Regions from separate parts of the Anas platyrhynchos genome. Here region 1 is linked to region 2. Evidence: chromatin contacts called from public Hi-C data. All regions are on one chromosome and are shown on one strand. The core of a region is the stretch at or near the end of the contact, and the rest is flanking DNA. Distances in the headings are between cores, read along the strand shown.

Region 1 (3,229 bases), core at 336-2,835, 36 kb before region 2:
GTTTTCAGTAGAAACGAGGGGGGAGAAAAGAAAGACCAGGACTGAAGAGTCTTATTTAATCGGCAGTACATAATACTGAACCTGAAGCCTCCATTTGAACTGGTTTTCTGGATGTCTTATTTTATTTTTATCTCTGTAAAAGAGACAAATGACTCTGTGGAAGGCTTTGCTTTCATGTGTAGCAAAGCCTTTGTAAAGATTAAATTTTCACTGCGCGCTCCCATTAAATGTCTCTGTGTGTAGATAAAGAACAAAGACCGGCTCATCTGCAGAGCTGCGTGTGAAACAAATTGTTCTAGATGTGAAAAAATGTTTTCCAAGTGGACAGTGCCACGTGTGAGATGCGAACTGAGTACTTAGAGCGATGTGCAGGGGAACGTGTCCTTGTTAATTAGTTCCTGCCCTGTCAGGGTGAAGCGGAAGGGGGGTGAAGCAGAAGGGGAGCGAAGCACGATTCAAGTAACACGAATTACTGCGTCGTGCTAATTTATGAAGATTTCTGGGCTTTGCTCAAGTACAGCCAACTTTCTGGGTAAATTCTACCCTTCTCTTATGTCAGTTGCTCTCCCGTCTTACAATTTCATCCTGAATAGGTTGGCAGCCATTTACTTCAGTTTGTGGCTGCCTTGATAAACTGATAGACAAAGAATTGTAAATGCTCTGTGTTCAGCTAAGAATCTGATGAGCTGCTGCAATTACCTGTTATAGGAAATCATATTTTAGGGGTGAAATGTGATGTGTGGTGCGTAGTGCAGGCTTCCTTTCTTACGAAGTCAGCTTGTCTTTTCCTGGAAGGTTGAGCAGCACTGGTGTGGCACGGGTAGAGGGCAAAGAAGCAAGCTTAGGAGGAACGAAGAAGTTTCTGCCTGGTGTCTCCCTGGATGATTCTGGTCAGAGGAGTCTGTAAGGTGACGTGACTTGGAATCAAATCAGAACCAAATAAAGCATTGGGCTGTTATCTCATTGGCCTCTTTGGGAAGCCTAAAGATGTCTTGCACGCTTTTTTTTCTTTCTCTGTCGAGAAGTCTTGGGGCTGTGGAGGCTTGGAGAAGTAGCGAACTAGATAAATGATAAAATAAAACCCGATGAGCTTGAAAGCTGAGCAGCCAAAGGGAAGGGATGCTTAATCAGAGCGATTTAACCACATTAACTAGCAGTTACCACAGGGTCCCCTTTGGAGATCCTCAAGGCTCAAGCACCGGGCTGACCTGAGGTCTCAGTGCTGGACGAAGCAGCTCCGCTGCCAGCTGCAGTTTTGTGGCTGTGGCTACTCTGCAGGTCGTTTTATTGGTCCCACCGGGTGAGGACTTCTAAAGTAACGCTACTGACGGTGCCTTCTGTGCTGCCTGCGCTTGTTGCAGCTGTAAACGGACACAGATCATCACGGTGAGAAATTAAAGCTGAGTAATTGGCTCATAAAAAGTGTCTCGCTCTTTCTCGTAGCCTCCTTAGGCAGGGACGTGGCAAGGCTTGCTCCTTGGGAACCCGAGCATGTGGATTAGGGCATTTTGCCTGATACAGCTGGTTTCAGAGTTGCGGATAGGGTGTTGCAGTATGGGAAATGCACCTCTTTACTCACGGTGTAGGGAAGCCTAAATGCGAAAGGAGAGGATTTGCTGTATAAATAGCTCAAGTTTCGAATTCTACAAACCTTGCAAAGCCTTCTGTGCCGCAGGGCCTTGAAATCAGTAGCACAAACTTTTGGCAGAAGGCTCTGGTTACTGATTAACTTACCAAAAGAGAAAAAAAAAAAAAGGTCTGAAGATAATGGTGAGAGCCCTTCCTAATGTTGTCCAAGACTATGGAAACGAGAGTGCTGAGGTGCAGCCCAGAGCAGACGGCACCGCTCCAGCCGCGTTGCAGCAAGCCCGCCGCGTGCGTGCCAGGTGGGTGAGGTGTGGGGAGAGCTGAGCAGCCCTGAGTTGCCCTTGCAGAGCACGGCAGCTCCTCTGGGCTCTGCACGCCTGCGAGTCGGTGCTTGTGCTCCTGGCAGTGCACGGGATTGACAACCTGAGCTCGCATGTGCATAGGCCACGCTGTGATGAGCGTCGTCTTCTCAGCATTGATGGGGGGAAATTTCTTCTGCTTAACCGGAGATGGTAGTTGCCAGTTGGAAGGAAATGCTTGCCTCCTACCAAATATGGGTTGATAACAAGTGAATGACTTCATCTTTGGTTTCGTTTCTTTGTTTGTTTGCTTTCGTTTGGTTTGTTTCTGATCCTAATAGCAAAAGGTGTTTATGCTGGGAAGAGAAAGCTGAAAGTTCTGTTACTTTTCTTTTCTTTTCTTTCCTTTTTTTTTTTTTTTTTTTTAATTTGGGATCTGTTAACTAACTCACACCCTGTTCCTCTGATCCAGATCTACTTAAGCAAACTTAGCAATGAAAATGTGTCTGTTGTACTTCTGAGCAGAGGCCATTGAGGATTAATGGCTTGATATTTAAAAAAAGAAATGTAGGAATAAATGAAACAACAGCTTTGAGGTTCTGCGGATGTTGTAGCCTCATAAAGGTGAAGTCTTTGAAGCTTTGCAGCTTTAAAAAAGCAACTGCTGGGGTTACTGCTGGTTTTCCTTTTATAGTCATTTCTTTCAATTTCAGAAGAATGCTCTGCAAAGTGCCTAAGTTTGAATGAATATTTACATGGGTGAGGCCGCGTTGATCCACGGGTTTCAGATCTGCGTGTAAATTCCACAGAAGTGGCCTGCAACGTGAACCAAAACGACACAGAGGAACACTTCTCTCATTTTGCTTACTGTACCCAAATTTTGATTCTTGGATGTCGCCTTACAGGGTTAGGATTTTCACCCAACAAGACCACGGTTGTGTAATGTTTCGATCTGCTCTGTGCTCTCATTGACTCTGCAAAAATGTGACTTAAAATTGATTAAAATGGTGTAAAAACATGTAATTGGAAGCAGGGAGTCTCGTCGCTGTCATTCACAGCTGTATTACTGGGCGTGGAATTGAATCTTTTTCAATTTTTATAAACATCAAAAAGTCAATTACTTCTAAACGTGGTCTGCCAGCCTCGCTCGAACCGCTGCTTCCACGTCGGGGCCAGCTGATTGCCACTGATTTAATTACATCAGTTCTGATCCACAGGTGCTTTTAGGTTATGAGCAGTCGTTGAAGTTTCTCGGTGAGCTGGAATAAGGGGGGCAGGTCCATGGGAAGTGTTGGTGTGCGTGCTCCTGCCCCGGGCTGAGTGCTCAGCCGCTCGGCCATCGC
Region 2 (3,174 bases), core at 295-2,794:
TGCCAGGCTTTTCCCCACCGCTTCCTGTTGGTATCTGATTTGTCTCTATTTAGGTTGGTTTCTGTCACACCCACAACGTTCCCAAATCCGGTTTGATCCTTTTTTGCTCGGTGTTGGCACCGTCTCCTCCAACCATCCCCAGCGCCGGGACTCTTTCCCATTTTGTTTTCCCTTCTCTGTTTGTGTCTGGCTCAGCGGCAGCCGCCAAGCAGCAGCCCACGTGCACAGAGCCTCGGCTCCAGCAGCTCCCTGCTCCAAATGATTTGCTCCCATTTCTTGTCCTCATCTGTTGAGATGCTTCAAGGAGGGGATTTTTTCTCTGGGTTCTTCTCTTTTGGGGCGGTTGTAGCGTACAGCACGGCCTTTGGGGCTGAGCTGGGGGCATCGAGAAGGTTTGGGCATGGTTCAGGTGTCGAGGACAGCGCACGGAGCTGAGCCTGAGCCAGCACCTCCCATGGGTCTTTGGCAGGGAACACCGGGGTTCTGCTGGCCTCTGGGGTGAGAGGATGCACCACTTTATCTCACAATCCTGTGTTATATCCACTACTAAACGCTGAAGCTGTCAGACTTGGATTTCAGTTCAGAAAGCTCCAGAGAGTCGCAGGAGATTGGCAAGTGATCAGCATAAAGATTACAGCTGATGGAAGCGAGCCGAAGCCCCGATCCTCCCCTTGGACAAGCGTTGTGAAACTCTCCGAAAATAACAGGTGGGATGGGAGTGATTCTGCGGAAAGGATCCAGATGGAATAATTAGCAGCAGGAGGAAAAGGGAGTGCCATGAGAGCGGGCACGGTTTCAAGGAAGCAGCGCTGGCAGCGGTGGGAAGCTCCTGGCGGAGAAGCCAGGAGGTGTCGGGGCACACACGGGCCCAACACCTCTGTTTTCTCTCACAGCACCCGCGTGTTTGGAAATTGCACCTCGAAATGCATCTGCTCCTTCACACCTCTCGGCAAACCTGCTGCTGCTCCGCCAGCTGCGGCTGCCTCCTCCTGCCTCCAGCTGGCCCTGAGCGGGTGCAGGGGGCATGGGGACAGCGAGCGGGTCGGGGACAGCATCCTGCAGGGAGGGCTTGGGGTCACCAGGAGCTGTGGGGAAGGACGCTGTGGGAGCGGTGATCTCGTGAAGCCTCGGGAGAGCTGGCAGTGCTCGTGGAGCTGCTCGTGCCCTGCTCCCCGCCAGGCTCTGCTAGCAGAGCCCATCTATGGCACGGGAAGGAAAAACTGGAGCTGGGGCACAGCGCCAGTTTTGGAATCAGAGCACAGGGTCTGGCTAGGCCTGGAGCAGACATCAAGTGCCTAGGAGTTTGGGAGAAAAAAAATACAGAAAAATAGAAATCAAATGCTGAGAGATGGCAGAAGAAAGATTTCCTAGCAGCCCTTTGTGCTGAGAAAATAATCTTGATCTGCCAAATTCCAGCTCCGTGCCTCAGAGGCCGGCAGCTGACTGAATCGGAGGAACACGAGAGGTTCACCAGAGGCAGGCACTGCGTGGGCTTCAGAAGGAGCAGCTGGGAGGGGAGCTCCTCGTCAGCCTTGGTACCGTGGCTCAGAGGGAACTGCTGCATCAGCCTTTGCTCTTGCTTTTGATAAAAATCTGAGCGAGGTTCTTCTCCTCACAAGATGCATCGTGACTGAAAGGAGGGGATCCAGAAGATGAGGAACGCACCCCGGATTTCAGCTCAGGATGTGAGAAGCACGCAGAAAGCCCCGGGGAATGCTCCCAGCCCTCCCGTGGCACCCAGGCAATGAGGTCTGGGATGCTGGGGCACTGCCTGCACGGCCCCACTGCTGGTGAAACCAAACCAGGGCCAGTCACAAGAAATCTGAAAACTGTTTTTCTTTAGAAACGTTGGCTTAGGCTTAGTTAAATTTCTGGTTAACCTCGTGGAAGTTAAAGGCTGAATGTTTCTGGGAACTTTCCAAACCACAAGCTGCCGCTGTGTCAGTTGCCTCGCTGCGCGTGCTCCTGCCCCAAGGTCTGTGCTCCTGTGCTCCTGGCGTTCTGTGCTTTCTGCCGTCCCGAGGCTCACCATGAAATCTGGAAACTTCAGGCTGGGTGCCTTTAATACACAAACACGCTGAGCGATACAAAAGGCTGAAAATCAAAGTTGCTCTCTGTTATCTCTTCAGCCCAGGAGCTTTTTCAAGGAGGCTCTAATGCAAGCGCAGAATAACTTCCAGTTGTGTCTTTGAAGTTGTGTAGTGTGATATCATGGACGTTTAATCCGTGCTGCGGCTGCTCTTAAAAACAGGCAGGAACTGCAAAGTGAAGCAGTGACACAGAGGGGCTGCTTGAACATTTAATCAGTCCCAATCCACGGCGTAAGCTGGGTTGCTGTGGGGTGGAAGGAAACCTGCTCAGGGCCGTAGCTCTGTCTGATGCTGCAGAAATGCCTCGGTTTGGGTGTAGCGCGGTGTGAGAATGTGTGAGGGTATAAAACCCACCAAGTGGTGACCCCAGTGTGTGCTTCTGTGTTGTTCCAAGGCTGAGAGTGCATTCGTGGCCAGAGCTGATGAAGACTCAGCGCATCTCCAGCAGACCCTAGGATCTGACCTGCAAGTGTTTGATTTTGGGTTGTTTGTGGTTTGTTTTTTTTTTGGGTGTTTTCATTCAGCGATGTCACTCAACTCAGGCAGCTAACACACCCACAGGAGCACTTGTTGGAACAGCGACGTTCCAGCAGCGCAGGGCTTCAGCACCAAATCGTTCAGCTGAAGGATTTCTCTTGCTGGGCCCTTGTTCCTCCCTTTAGCCAGGGATGAAAATAGCCCGAAATCTGCTTGACCTGCTGCCTTGGTAATAAGTGCCATTAACAACCCCTTGTCCTAACGAGCTAGGGAAACAAACTCACTGTGTAGTACGATATTTAATTAAATTGCGTTTCGAGAGCCTGTCATTTAAACTCTTAACTTATTGCTCCCTGCCATGGGTTTTATCTGTCCCTTTCCTAACCTCATGCCCCGGTACTTGCTCTTCCCTGGACTCGGTGAGCCAGGAGCTGACCACCCGATGAAGAGCTTTTAGGAATTCCCTTTTTAGTAAAAGCACATCCATTTTTAGAGGGAAGAAATTGCTGCATCCAGGCTCTTGTGTTTCCCCTCGCTGCAGGCCTCATTTCTGCCTTCCCTTCTCTCGGGGGCCCTGCTCTCAGCATCCATGTAGAGAAGTGGCTCT

Evidence for each region. A called contact is a pair of places that touch in the nucleus more often than the background predicts.
Region 1: a Hi-C map of skeletal muscle shows a contact between it and region 2, with 3 times the contacts expected there. The contact joins two enhancer-like sites. A contact is called at or near these places in 5 of 8 Hi-C or Micro-C datasets (F1 follicle, F5 follicle, liver and 1 more).

Annotation. Positions count from the first base shown.
Region 1 is chr9:2,429,262-2,432,490 of IASCAAS_PekinDuck_T2T, reverse strand. All of the region lies in intron 2 of PPM1L (protein phosphatase, Mg2+/Mn2+ dependent 1L), which reads left to right. Among named protein-coding and RNA genes, the nearest start is that of PPM1L, 18 kb to the left of the region's middle. Within about 2 kb of position 1,585, at least 1 of the 8 cell types and tissues checked has an H3K27ac peak or open chromatin away from gene starts, as enhancers often do.
Region 2 is chr9:2,393,186-2,396,359 of IASCAAS_PekinDuck_T2T, reverse strand. The region is part of intron 2 of PPM1L (protein phosphatase, Mg2+/Mn2+ dependent 1L); the gene reads left to right. Among named protein-coding and RNA genes, the nearest start is that of ARL14, 36 kb to the right of the region's middle. Within about 2 kb of position 1,544, at least 4 of the 8 cell types and tissues checked have an H3K27ac peak or open chromatin away from gene starts, as enhancers often do.